3 separate regions of the Ovis aries genome follow, and all the other regions are linked to region 1. The links are chromatin contacts, called in public Hi-C maps. All regions are on one chromosome and are shown on one strand. The core of a region is the stretch at or near the end of the contact, and the rest is flanking DNA. Distances in the headings are between cores, read along the strand shown.

Region 1 (4,433 bases), core at 848-3,347:
CAAGCTTTGAACTTGCCTGGCACATGTATGAAACAGTGTGATCCAACTGGTAGCAGAAATTCCATGTTTATGCAGAACAACATCTGCAGATTTTATCTCCAGTTACAGTCACCCTTGGTATTTGAAGAATGAAATGAAGCAACCACAGAAAGAGATAAAATGGCAAGTATTCTCTGTCCGGACTCTCTGTAGCTGTTGCAAATACAAATAGGCTTCACAACGAGAAAAGGAAAATAGGAAGATTGGGGGTTAGGGGGAAGACAGAAATATGAGCATTTATCTATCAGAGCTGGCATATAATTGATCCTGTGTCAGCTTTGGAGTGGTTGCTTAGAGCTAGAAATATGTGGGCTCCTGGCTCTGGCATGTGCAAAATGACGTAGGTACAAAGTTATTCATTGCAGGACTTCCCTGGTGGCTCAGTGGTAAAGAATCTGCCTGCCGATGCAGGAGACATGGATTCAATCCCTGGGTTGGGAAGATGCCCTTGAGAAGGAAATGACAATCCCCTCCAGTATTCTTGCCTGGAAAACCTCAGGGACAAGAGAAGCCTGGTGGGCTCCTCTTGACACAGAGTCAGACAGGACTTAGCAACTGAAAACAAATTCATTGCAACATTTTTTTTCTTTTACAGTAGCAAAACATTGGAAACAACCCAGTAAGCAAGAATGAAGCCCTGGTTAATTAAACTGTAGTATGTCTGTACAATGGAATATTGTGCAGCTGTAAAAGGAAAAGAATGAGGAAGGTCTTCATGCACTGATGTGGGAAGATCTACCAGGTAATTTGTGAAGTGAAAGAAGCAAGGCACAGAGCAATAGGTATCGTGTACCACGCTTGTGTACACATGGGAGAAAAATAAGTCTATACAGTTCTCATTAACTGGTATATGTATAGAGAAATGCTGAACGTGCCTCTACGACAAGGAGCGCACGACAGCGGTTACCTGTGTATGTGGCAAAATAGACAAGATGAGGGCAACTGGACATTTGCGGGTCAGTGGGGATGAGGTGTTTTTTAAACTTTTTATTTCATGTTGGAATACAGCCTATTAACAGTGTTGTGGTAGTTTTAGGTGACATCAAAGGGACTCAGCCATACACATCCATGTATCCATTCTCCCCCAAACTCCCCTCCCATCCAGGCTGCCATGTAACATTGGGCAGAGTTCCTTGTGCTAGACGATAAGTAGGTCCTTGTTGGCTATCCACTTTAAATATAGCAATGTATACATGTTCATCCCCAACTCCCTAACTAGACGAGAGACTTTTTATTGTATCTCTTTCTAGCCTTTATGATTTCGAAAGATGTGACTGTATAATATGCTTATGTGCTGTGCTCATTGCTCAGTTGTGTTCAATTCCCTGTGACCCCAGAGCCCGTCAGGCTCCTCTGCCCATGGAATTTTCCGGGCAAGAATACTGGAGTGGCGTGCCATTTCCTGCTCCAGAGGATCTTCCCAACCTAGGGAGCGAACCCACATCTCTTGTGTCTCCTGCATTGGCAGGCGGACTCTTCACGCCTAGCACCACCTAGGAAACCCATTAGTGTTTATAAATTAAATCAAATAAACAAGCATTATAGCTCTGACACTTTGTTACCAGCTGATCCTGGAAACTTACTTAACATCTTCCAGTCTGGATGTTGACTTCAGGGCAATGAAGATATTTACATTTGCCCTCCATGGCCTGCTAGGTCCCTGAGCAACAGTAAGTGGAAAGCCCAGTGCTTGGAGGAGTGCCCACAAATGTTGGGTGAGCTTCCTTCCCTATGGGAGTGCCAAGGTTCTCTCTGTTCTGGGGCAGAGCTGCGAGCCACTGGCTCCGAATTTCTCAGGAAACAATTTAGGTGCAACCTTCTCCTGCTTGCCTTGTCGAGACTTAGTATCTGAGTCGTAGCTCTCCAAGTAAAAATGATCGGTGACCTTAAGAATTCAGTGGCAAAAACAAAAAAAAAAAAAAAAAAAGAATTCAGTGGCCCCTGAACACTCTTTTGGGCGGGGCAGCCTCTAGAAACCTCTGCTTCACTTCCTTGTTGGTTTGTCTCTTCCCCATCGGCTGGCTCTGCTTGTAGTCAACTCTTGCCTGACTTCCTGGGGAGCAGTCCCAGGGCTCAGGTGCCTCCCCCGGGGGCGGGGGCGGGGTGGAAGGAGGCCGCTTGCCTGAAGTGAGGGGACCGAAGTCTGTTATCAGTGAATCAAGCTTTCTGCCCCAGGGAAGCCTTGGGAAGAGAGCCAGGAGCCGGAGGAGGGGCTCCGAGGGACCACCCAGCACCCCAGCCCGGTCTTGTGATGCGGGGGTCACGGGGTGCTCTGACATCGAGACTGGTGTGTGATCGTTCGCAGGTCAACGCCGAGAGTCGCAAGCGGAGCTCGGAGGTTAGGACAGAACCCGCAGTGCTGGGCGGAACAAAGCCAGCCGCACACACGCTTGCCCGGCCCTTTCGCTTCCTCGGGGAAGGGACCGCGCGCGGCCTCTAGCGGCCTCTCCTACACCTGCACTCCCGAGTCTACACCCTTGTGCATGATGGGTCCTGTGCAACTCTGCCGCGGGTACGTGGGCAAGAGGCTGCGGGACCGCGTGACGTGGTCCTCGGAAAACCCTAACCCGGCAGAGTTGTGGCGGGTCCCGTCGGCAAGCGTGTGAGTCAGGCTGGACCCCACCCGCCCCTCGCCTGCCGCTCTGGGCTCCACCCGCCTATCCACGCTGCATCCAGAGCTCCTCCCCACGCCCTTCCTCCGGCTCCTCTCCCAGCTCGGTTCCCCTCTCCGCCTCAAGTTATCCAGGGGCTGTCTGCTGCCGTTAATCTCAGGCAATGCTTTGCAGCACCGGTCGCTGCATGCCTTCAGGCCCTCCTCTGCACGGATCCTGGGGCCTAATATTTCTTGAATGAGTGAAGCAAGCCTGTTTGAGTAAGTTGAGAGAGGACCTGAAGTTGAACTGCTTCCATTCGCCTTAATCTATTTTCTAGGTTATTTAAAAACATGCAGCAGTGACTCTTTTCTGCCGATAGTTACAAAATTTTGGTATTATGAAATGTGCTGGACACAACGATCAAATCAAATCCTCTGATTTTTTGGAAGATCATTGTAAACCCTATCTTTGTTCCCTATTGAGAAACAAAACAAAAAACGAAACAACAAAAAACCACAAAAGACAAAAAAAAACCACCCAAACGCTTGCATACTCACTGGGTATATGAAACTGTTTAAGGTACAAGTACTACATTTTCTTGAACCCAAGATGGATCCTTTTAGGGCAATTACAAAGATATAACCTGGCTTTGATTTTTGTGCATATTCTTACTTCAAATGTCTGTTTTCTGTATTACCAGCTACTGTCCACAGAGGGTCATAAATCCCCTGGAGAAGTCATATGTTACACCACGTGATTTGCTTTGCATCTGTTTTGCAGCTGTTCACTTTGCAGTTTTATTTTGCCTGTTGGAAACCCTAGAGCAGTACTTCTGAAACATGAATGTACATACGGGTCACTTGGAGGATCTTGATAAAATGCAGATTTTGTGTTAGAAGGTCTGGGGAGGGCTGAGATTCTATAGTTCTAAGGAGACGCCAGGTGGTGCCGATTCTGCTGCTCCGGACACCACCCTTAGAATGGTGAGGTGGCGGAAAAATAGGAACAAAAGGACGGAACGCTCGTGGGATTAGTGTGGACGCGCTTGCACTGAGAACTGGCTGTGGAGGAGTTTTCCTTGGAGAGTCTGGTCTACTCTTCCCCTTGCCCTTCACTTTCCCTTTTCTTTAAAATATTCTTTCCTGTTGTCTTGATTGGAGAGAAACTGGGAAAGCAAAGCCAGAAGCTATGTTGATCCAGGATGTGTGGGTAACATCTTAGGCTTCTTCGGGTCATCTGGGCTGGAAGAAAATGAAAGGATCTGCAGCTTAGCTATCGCTGAACCCTGTGCGGCCTCTGCACTTTGTGTAAGAGCAACCAGAAGGAGACCCAGAACCGCGGTTTCAGTTCCCTCAACTTTATGTTACTAATGTGAGAGATACAGCGGGCATTTGCAAGGGGCTCTGCTCTGCTCTTTTCTTTCCGCATGCTGTGATCAAGGGCGGGGTTTCTCAGCTGCTGCACTGTTGAAATTTGGGGCTGGATAAATATTTGTTGTGGGAGAACCTGACTGTCCTGGGTGTTATAGGATGTTTGGCAACATCTCCTGGACTCTTACCATTTAGAAATCTGCAGCGCCTGCCCCGCCCCCGCCACTAGTTCCCAGTTGTCACAACAAAAAAAGTCTCCAGACATTTCCTAGATAACATCTTGGGGACCAAAATTGCCCTTGTTTGAGAAACACTGATCTAAGATAAAGAATATTCCGTCAGTTCTACTCGATGTCTATCTTTCCCAGCTTTATCTGTCTTTTTAAATAGCATCTTATTTTCCACTTCCTAGGTGGAATGTTTCTAAGTG
Region 2 (4,732 bases), core at 1-2,500, 140 kb before region 1:
GTAAATTAGAAATCAAAGACCAAATTTTAGAATAAAAAGCAATGCCTGAGCAACCACACATACCTCAAACAACAGAATCCTCTCAGTATTAAAACTTTTTCACAAATCGGCCAATTTAGTCAGGTTGTGAGTCTGAGGATCAAAGGCTCACCCCAAAAACAGTTAACACACACCCCTAGGGAAAAAGATAAATCTATAACCAGACTCCCACACACGATCATCTCCAACCAGTAGCAGGCCACGGGTTTCATTCACTCTGCTGCAAGACGTGCCCAGCCAGGTGGCCCCACAGGGACTGACTACCTCCCCTGCTTGCCCCGTTTGCCCTCTAGTCCACACTCTCACCCCACCAACACACACACAATAACAGACCTGCCAAACACACACACGCACACACACGAAGACACACACAATAAGAGACCCACCCAACACACACACACACACATAAACAGACCCGCCCAACACACACACACACACACTAACAGACCCGCCCAACACACACACACACACACACACACAGCTTAGGGCACTCTTGTACCCTTAGGTGCTAAAATCACCTACAAAAATCCACACTGAAAACCAAACTTGAGAAATGGAGCAGGAGTCAACTCTTTCAGAAAACCTTTGTTTTTCTAACCAACAGATTCAAAAAGCAAGCATGGATGATTACAAAAAATTTTAAAAAAAAAAACAAACAAACAGGAGAAAAGACAGACTGAAGATGGAGTACTTTCTCAACACATTGAATATCCATTTAACTTAAAATTAAGCACCATGCTCACTAGTCTTTTAATCAGCTTTCTAAGTCCTGTTCAGACTTGCCCAGGACAAAAGACTCAAAGAATCTATAAATGCACGAACCAAATCCATTTGCTTTAACTGACTTATGAAGTATTGCTGACCATCCCAACAGAAGAAACATCAGTGGAAACCAAAACAAGAATTAATACCTTGTAACCAGACCTGCAAGGTTTGGAGAAATCTATGGAGACAAACTAGTGACCTACTAGCCTTCTGGTGTTTCCTGATTTGCCAGAAGACCTAGAATGACTGTGTGTACAAGGAACACAAACAAACTTCTCTGGTGTGCCCGCTACATCTGAGCGAAAGGTCTCGTGATGCCCTCTGAACTGTCTGGAATCATGGACTCGCCTGAACTTGTTTCAAAGCCAGAACCCATACAAGTTATTCTGATATGAGGATTAAAGAGGGCTGACAAACTGTCTGTCCACCCACACTGGTCAAAGGGACAGTTCATTGTTGGGCTGGCAGCACAGGCTGCTGGAAGGATAGACCTGCCAGAAGTCATCAAGGTGATGACCCTAGAAGCATCGGATTGCTAGACTCGGACGCCTTTAGGCTTCCTCAATGCTGACAAACCAGGGGAAGCAAGGACTAACATTTACAGAGCGTTAGAGCCAGTATCAATAACCTCAGACATGCAGACGACACCACCCTTATGGCAGAAAGTGAAGAGGAACTAAAAGGCCTCTTGATGAAAGTGAAAGTGGAGTGTGAAAAAGTTGGCTTAAAGCTCAACATTCAGAAAACTAAGATCATGGCATCTGGTCCCATCACTTCATGGGAAATAGATGGGGAAACAGTGGAAACAGTATCAGACTTTGTTTTTTGGGGATTCAAATTCACTGCAGATGGTGACTGCAGTCATGAAATTAAAAGACACTTACTCCTTGGAAGAAAAGTTATGACCAACCTGGATAGCATATTGAAAAGCAGAGACATTACTTTGCCAACAAAGGTCCGTCTAGTCAAGGCTATGGTTTTTCCAGGGGTCATGTATGGATGTGAGAGTTGGACTGTGAAGATAGCTGAGCGCCAAAGAATTGATGCCTTTGACCTGTGGTGCTGGAGAAGACTTTTGAGAGTCCCTTGGCCTGCAAGAAGATCCAATCAGTCCATCCTAAAGGGGACCAGTCCTGGGTGTTCATTGGAAGGATTGATGCTGAGGCTGAAACTCCAATACTTTGGCCACCTCATGTGAAGAGCTGACTCACTGGAAAAGACTCTGATGCTGGGAGGGATTGGTGACAGGAGCAGAAAGGGACAACAGAGGATGAGATGGCTGGATGGTATCACCGACTTGATGCACATGAGTTTGGGTGAACTCCGGGAGTTGGTGATGGACAGGGAAGCCTGGTGAGCTGCAATTCATGGGGTCGCAAAGAGTCGGACACGACTGAGCGACTGAACTGAACTGATAGTCAATATTATTTTTCTATATGCAGACCACTTTTTAAGTTTTTATTGAAATTGTTACAATTTTTCTTCTGTTTCATGTTTTGGTTTTTTGATCACGAGCATGTGGGATTTAAGCTCCCTGACCAAAGATCGAACCCACAACACCCCTGCGATGGAAGGCGAAGTCTTAACCTCTGGACCGCCAGGGAAGTCCCTCCAACACCATTTTTAATCCCCTTTTTAAAAATACTATTTTCCCCATTTTTCCCCCATCTCACTGGTTGGGGAGAGGGGTGTTTCCTTTAAATGATTAAATTATTTAATATCAACATAAGAGGTAGATGAACCTAGAATTCAAGCCCAGTCTGATGTCACCAACCGACCTGCCCTGCTTGCCTCTAGCCCTCATTCTCAGACAGTACAGATTCTTCTCGACTTCGTTAACTCAACCATCACTGGGCATCTACAGCATGCTGGGCACCCTGCTCAAGGCATTGAGAGTACAAACAGAGCTTATCTGAGGACTAACAGAGAGAAAGCACTAGTGAGCGCTACAGGGAAGCACCAATAAGAGGGAACAGGCAGTGAGTAGGATACAGTTTTAAATATGGGGCTGAGGGAAGGCCTCCTGGGGTGGCTTTTACCCCCACAGTGAAAGAGATTAAGAAAGCAAGTAATACAAATTAATAGATGAAAGACCCTCAAACTGGTCCTAAAACGGAGAACTCAAGAGTTCGGATGCGCAACCATCACGCACTTGCTATATACAGTGCATCAACTTATTTCACACATTTAAACAGACTTAGTTTACTTGAGAACTGCATTCTAAAAAAAGGAGACTACGTATTACAGGAAGGCAATCTTCTCAGTCAGAGCAAACGCACTTGAAAACCAACCTATACCCCAAGCCCAATTTGGAGACCACAGGAGTCTCTGCTTTGTCTACAGACTTTTTATCAAGAGGAAAATTGAACAAAAGCACCATGTCTGTCCAATCATTTCATCAAGGAATTTTAAGAGAAAATCCCAAAATGTTTTCTGTCTCCGATAACAAACTGGTGAATGACTTCTCAAGCAGCTGTGACTGACGCTGCGGGACCGGTAAAGGCTGCACCCCATTTGAAAGAGACCATGAAGAAAAGGAACTATCAAAATGCAAAGATTTACATGACCTGATGGTAGGTGTGTCTACCAACTCTGCCACTCCACAGCAACCTGTTACAGTTCTGGGGAAGTCATAAACTTGGGGGTGTGTGAAGTAATAGTAATAACAAGTGCAGTAAGTGTATTTATTCTTCCCACATTTTGCGTTGCATTTCAAAATGCTCCAAGAAAAACCAAACAGTTTGCTCCTGTATAAATGGAACATGTTCACTTTATGCCAAAACAGGCTCCTCCAATTTTAATGCAGCTGTGTCAATTACGTAAGTCTACGCATCCTGCTGCAACACCCACATGCAAGAAGCCTCAGGGTGGACATCCTGGCCGCTTCCATGCCCCCTCACCATGTGCGTGCTCTGTCATGCCCAACTCTTTGCGACCCTATGGGCTGCAGCCTCCCAGGCTCCTCTGTCCACGGGATTCTCCAGGCAAGAGTACAGGAGTGGGGTTGCTGTGCCCTCCTCCAGGGGATCTTCCCAACCCAGGGATTGAACCCAGGTCTCCCACACTGCCCACATTGCAGGCAGGCAGTTTTATTCCTACTTTCTTATGGAATCTCCACACTGTTCTCCATATGGCTGTAATCAATTGACATTCCCACCAACAGCGCAAAAGGGTTCCCTTTTCTCCAAACCCTCTCCAGCATTTATTATTTGTAGATTTTTTGGTGAGGGGCTTTCTGACAGTTGTGAGGTGATACCTCATTGTAACTTTGATTTGCATTTCTCTAATAATGAGCAGCCTTGAACTGCAAGGAGATCCAACCAGTCAATGCTAAAGGAAGTCAGTCCTGAATATTCACTGGAAGGGCTGATGCTGAAGCTGAAACTCCAATTCTTAGGCCACCTGATACAAAGAACTGATTCATTGGAAAAGACCCCAATGCTGGGAAAGACTGAAGTTGGGAGGAGAAGGGGACAACAGAGGTTGAGATGGTTGGATGGCATCACTGACACGATGGACAAGAGTTTGGGTAGGCTCCAGGAGTTGGAGATGGACAGGGAGGGCTGGCGTGCTGCAGTCCATGGGGTCGCAGAGAGTCGGACACAACTGATCGACTGGACTGAATAATGAGCAACCTTGAGCATCTTTTCATGTATTATTGGCCATCTATTTGGAGAAATATCTGCTTAGGTCTTCTGCCCATTTTTTGACTGGGCTATTAGATTTTCCTGCTGTTGAAGTGCATAAGCTGCTTATATATTCCGGAGATTAACCCTTTGTCAATTGTTTCATTTGCAATTATTTTCTCCCATTTTGATGATGTAGCTCAAATCAGGTGCTCTGTGACTATCTAGAGGGGTGGGAGGGAGGTTCAAGAGGGCAGGGACATATGTCTACCTATGGCTGATTCATGCTGATGTACAGCAGA
Region 3 (5,132 bases), core at 1,869-4,368, 160 kb before region 1:
AAGGATGCGTGACAAAGCCGAAGAGCGTGCCTAAGTGTACACTCAGCACCCCAGGGCTTCCCCAGGGCCCCAGCGGCAGGAGTCCACCCACAACGCAGGTGCTGCAGGAGACGCAGGCTCGATTCCCGGGTCGGGAAGATCCCCTGGAGGAGGGCACGGCAACCCACTCCAGCATTCTCGCCAGGGGAATCCCGTGGACGGGGGAGCCTGGCGGGCTGCAGTCAATGGGGTCACCAAGAGTCGGACAGGAATGACGTGACTGTGCACGCACGCACGCACCATCCTCTATGCTGTACGTATGTCTCATCAACATCTGAAGTTCATGGGAAGCCAGAGCCGTGTCTCAGAGGGCACTTCACGCACTGCCTTTGGAGCAACAAGAAGTTTCTGAGTGACTACATGAATGAACGAAGGGAGTAGGTGTCAGTTTACACAGAATATTAATGGCAAGCCAGAACATATTCACATTTGAACCTGAGTGTAGGCAAGAAAAGTAAAGAGAAAACAGCTCTGAGTGGCATGTTTTGGGAGAAAATTGGATGTAGCAAATGTTCTAGAAAGGTTTATCTCACAGAAGTATTCTAAGAAGGAAAAAAAGAGAACAGAGGCAAGGAAACCAGTCTGGGGAAACATTACAAAAACACAGTGCAAGGAAGCAAAAGGGAGTTAAAACTACTTTGGCACCAAGATGACCTAAAAAGAAATAAATGTGAGAAAGGCATGTGGCTGAAAATAATTTGATGAAATATGACAGCTGACGACGGGAGCTGGACAAATAGACGCAGAGGAAAAGAACAGACATAAAGCAACGCTAGGAGGAAAAAAGGGATATCTCTCCAAGGAAAATCGGGAGGGGGCTGTGGGAATGATTTGTGAGAAAGCGGATGATAAGCTTTAAATGCCAAGTTTCATCTGCCAGCCGGAGGGGAAACTGTAGACATTCTACAGACAGGACGTGCTCAGCCATATCCAACTCTTTGCGACCCCGTGCACTGCAGCCCGCCAGGTTCCTCTGGCCAAGAAGGACAAGGCATCAGGAAAGGTCTGGGTTGGTGAGGCAGATCTGAGAGTCAACCGCACTAAGTTGAGAAGCCTTGCCAGCAATGAGGTCACCATGGTAACAGAGAGCCAAGGCCTAGACTCCAAGTTCCTGTAGAGGAGGGCAGGGAGGGAGAAACAGGCTAAGCAAGGAAAGGCCAGCCAGCGAAGAGACGACATCGAGGAACACAGCATCAGTGATGCTAAAAGAGGTGAGGACCAAAGGATTCGCAGCTTCAAAAGCGATGATGGTTAAGCAGTCTTCAGAACACACAGGGGAGGAGAGCTGGGAAGACAGGAAAGCAGCAAACCCAAGAACTGTTTCATTTTTCTCCAGCCTTAAATGGGTCTTTTCACAACATACTATTCCAGGCCCTCAACCCCAGAAACAAGATCCTCTGGACCCAACAGGAACTCAAACTCAAATGCCATCAAGGAAGAGAACGAGACTTACCGTATTTCTCTCTGTTTAATGGCAGCCACAATCGAGTCCTCTCTAATCAAGGATACTGAGTTTTTTTCATTTTGCATACTCCAGAGAGCTCACAACTAAAATATCGCTTCCTAGATTCGTGACGCAGTTAATTTCCAACCATCAAAAATATTTCAAATTTCTCTTTACTTTAACCATTTTGTTAATAATAACCTCAATAACTACAAAAGTCTTCGTATTTTCTCCAAGATCATATTGCTCACAATCGTTGATCTGTACTAACGAGGTAGAAAGCCAGACTGAATTAATGAAAGTTAAAGGACTTTCAGAGGACTTATTGCTATCAAATATACGATAGGACCACTAACCATCAGTTATTGGGGTCATTTTTGAAATAGGAATATTTGAAATTTTAATGTTGATATGTAAATAAGCCTTAAAATACTTGAAAATATTTTATTACTTGAAACATTTCCTTGAGTGTGTTTTATTAGTTCATAACATTTTACTGCTAGAATAAATTTTTATTCCAGTCCATCCATCAAGTAGATAAGTTAAACAGTTGAAAGCTATTTAACAGCCCAATATTAATGTGTTCGTTCCCTTCCCTTCTGCTCTGTTCCCATTACCAAAGCCTTAAGTTATTCGTCCATTGATGCTTAACAAGCACACAGTGCCTCTGTTTAATGCAGTTTGTCTCTGGTATCATCTGGTACTAGAATTATAAATACTTCCTGTCCGCCAGGAGCCTCGACAGACATGCCTATGGACAGAAGGCCACCCGGTAAGTGCTATAATTAGCAGAAACACAAGCGTCTCTAGGCACCCATACTCTGTCCTGAGGCGGGTATGAGGAACGCCTCTGCAGGGAATTGGCTGCGTCTGAGTCTGCTCATGGCTCAGGACGGATCACCCAGGGAGGAAAGAGTCTTCTGAACGCTTAGCCATTTACAGTGGAGCTGGGGCTGGGCCCTCATCCAGCTCATCTCTGTACACACAATATCTCTCCAGAAGGCCTGAGACATCGCAAGTGCTTAATGTCTGCTGGGCTGAACCAAAAACATGTCATCCTTTTTCAAAAACAAAATGTAAAATGCCACAAATTAAACCCAACACTGAGTCTGTCTTCCTTGTCACTCACTTAACAGTGGCGGAGCATTTGGGGAGAACTCTACAGCATCTAGAGGTGAGATGGCTGGACAGCATCACCAACTCGGTGCACACGAGTCTGAGCAAGCTCAGGCAGCAGGTGATGGACAGGGAAGCCTGGCGTGCTGCAGTCCAGGAAGCTGCAAAGAGTCGGGCACGACTGAGCAACCGAACAGCAACAAATGTTAGAAAATACTGTAACCATTTTATTTGACATTTGAGGTTAGTTTTTATTTCAACCAGGCTAATCTTTTCCCAGATAAAGATACAGGTCAGTGAAATCCCTATAACCTGCTTTCATTTTTGATCATATGTCTATATTCCAGCCAAAAGGCATTCCCCTTCCCAAAGTTAACATTAAACTATTAAATACTATTACTAATTATGGTCAAAATTCATATTGTCTTCCAGCTTCATAATTTTGCAACATTAAGATATACATAAATACTTAAAAAGATTTCCAAGCACCACCGACATGGTCCGTTAAAATAAAACCAGTAGATGGCGCTCAATTTGTCTGTAGAGTGCTCCGTATGGACTGGTTTTAGGGACTACTCTCTCTGAACATGGAAGAATCTTGAAACTTCAGCTGGAAAAGGAATTAAAATTACAAAAAGTTTGGAAATCATTTAATGAATGGACCCCGTAATGGAAAGTGTTCCTTAAAAAGAAGTTTTTTTTACAATTCGAAGAGGATGAGCTTTCTGTTTCAATGTACAACCCTGCCTCTCAGTCTATTCCTGTTAATAAGCAAAGCTAAATTGGTACAAGGGTGTTGGCTGGCGGCTTTAAAAAACAGCCTCACCCTCTCACAAATGTTTCACAACTCTCTGGAACTGCTCGAGTAATTGGGTCAACACTTAAAGAGACAGTCCCCCTTTGCTAACAGGACCAGGTGTTTGGTTAAAATGCAGACACCATGAGGACTTCTTAAAATTAGTTCTTGACAGAACATTTCTCTCTTCCTTCTCTGCCCTCCTGGGAAGCGGAGGACGTAAGTGGCGCATTCTATCATTAAAACCCGGCTACTGGACTTGTGTTCTGCCCAGCTCCCACACTTATCTGTGTAGCTGCCTTGGCTACTCCTTGCTCAGGTCTCTTTTCTTCCTCTAAAGGCATCTATGAAACTGGGTCTCCAGGTTTCCGGACTCACCCTCCAAACAATACAAGGCAACAGGACAAATATCCAAAATACAATCTGGTCAAGTTACGCTCCTGAGACTCATGGACGACCAACAGGATGACGTCCTCACTCACGAGTGCGTCCCTTCAGCTTGCAGGAAACGAGGTTCCCCTCAACACAGGATTGCTCCCCAGCCGCCTCTGCCTCCCAGAGCCCCTCCCGCTGACAGTGGTGGTTTGGTTGCTCAGTCGTGTCCGATTCTCACGGTCCTATGGACTGGAGGCCCCCAGGCTCCTCTGTTCATGGGATTCTCTGGGCGAGAATACTGGGATGGGTTGCCATGCCCTTCTTCTCTACCCAGGGATCGAACTCGGGTCTCCTGAGTTGCAGGTGGATTCTTCACCAACTGAGCCACCAGGGAGGCGCCACACAAACACTGCGAGCACACAACACACAGGCAGGACACACCAGAGGCTGAAGCCTGACTCGTGTTACGTGCGTCTCACCGCCTGGGCACACAGCTCCCTTCACCTCACTCACTTGACCGGCGATGCCCAGGCAGGGAGGGCATGAAACCAGCCCCGCCTTTCTTTTCTGAGGAGCCACCTGGTCTCCTTCCTCGGGTGAAAGGCCTGCTTGCTGATCTCAGACACTGTGCCTGCCTCCTGGCACGGAGGCCAAGGCCTCCAGTTCCTTTCCTGTCTGTGCAACGGGCAATGTCTCCATCAGGGGACCCAGTGGGTCCAGGGCGCCTGCTCAGATCTCACTCCCAGCCCACTCACTCCCGTCACTTTGTCAGCAAAGTAACGTCTCTGCTTTTTAATATGCTGTCTAGGTTTGTCGTTGGGAAGATCCCTGGAGAAGGGGACAGCTGCCAACTCCAGTATTCTGGCCTGGAGAATTCCATGAACAGAACAGCCTGGCAGGCTACAGCCATGGGACTGCAAAGAGTCAGACACGCCTGAGCGATTTTCACTTTCAACCACAGCTGTACATTATGTCCCCGCCCTCCTGGATCTCCCTCCCACCTCCCGCCCATGTCTGTCATTTTAAAAATCACATTCAGCCTTCACAGAAAACCTACAATTCTGGCATTACCCTGCTGAATTTTACAGAGGAAGACTGTAAGGCTCCCACAGCTGATTAGCACTAAAGCAGGAGTTTTACCCCTATCTACTTCACACCTACAAGGAAGTTACATTTCTCGACCCAGGCTCTCCAAGTGTTGTCCCAGAACCAAAGCATCACCCAGAAGTTGATTAGAAATACATGTTTTCAGTCCTCCCCAAAATTAAAGAGCAACAAAAAATGAGGCCCCTTGGCCTTAACATTCCCTTAATATATATATTTTACTGAAGTGCAGCTGACTGTTTCAAGTGCACAGCAACC

Evidence for each region. Hi-C and Micro-C count contacts between places; a contact is called where the count stands out from the background.
Region 2: a Hi-C map of liver shows a contact between it and region 1, with 3 times the contacts expected there. The contact joins two enhancer-like sites. A contact is called at or near these places in 2 of 16 Hi-C or Micro-C datasets (blood and liver).
Region 3: a contact with region 1 is called in a Hi-C map of muscle, with 5 times the contacts expected there. The contact joins two enhancer-like sites. A contact is called at or near these places in 5 of 16 Hi-C or Micro-C datasets (blood, liver, muscle and 2 more).

Annotation. Positions count from the first base shown.
Region 1 is chr18:15,565,090-15,569,522 of ARS-UI_Ramb_v3.0, reverse strand. No RefSeq gene overlaps it. Among named protein-coding and RNA genes, the nearest start is that of TRNAY-GUA, 47 kb to the left of the region's middle. Within about 2 kb of position 2,097, at least 41 of the 54 cell types and tissues checked have an H3K27ac peak or open chromatin away from gene starts, as enhancers often do. A contact at or near this core is called in liver and muscle, where this site is marked.
Region 2 is chr18:15,704,044-15,708,775 of ARS-UI_Ramb_v3.0, reverse strand. The region is part of intron 2 of AKAP13 (A-kinase anchoring protein 13); the gene reads right to left. Among named protein-coding and RNA genes, the nearest start is that of AKAP13, 88 kb to the right of the region's middle. Within about 2 kb of position 1,250, at least 5 of the 54 cell types and tissues checked have an H3K27ac peak or open chromatin away from gene starts, as enhancers often do. A contact at or near this core is called in liver, where this site is marked.
Region 3 is chr18:15,726,902-15,732,033 of ARS-UI_Ramb_v3.0, reverse strand. The region is part of intron 3 of AKAP13 (A-kinase anchoring protein 13); the gene reads right to left. Among named protein-coding and RNA genes, the nearest start is that of AKAP13, 110 kb to the right of the region's middle. Within about 2 kb of position 3,118, at least 27 of the 54 cell types and tissues checked have an H3K27ac peak or open chromatin away from gene starts, as enhancers often do. A contact at or near this core is called in liver and muscle, where this site is marked.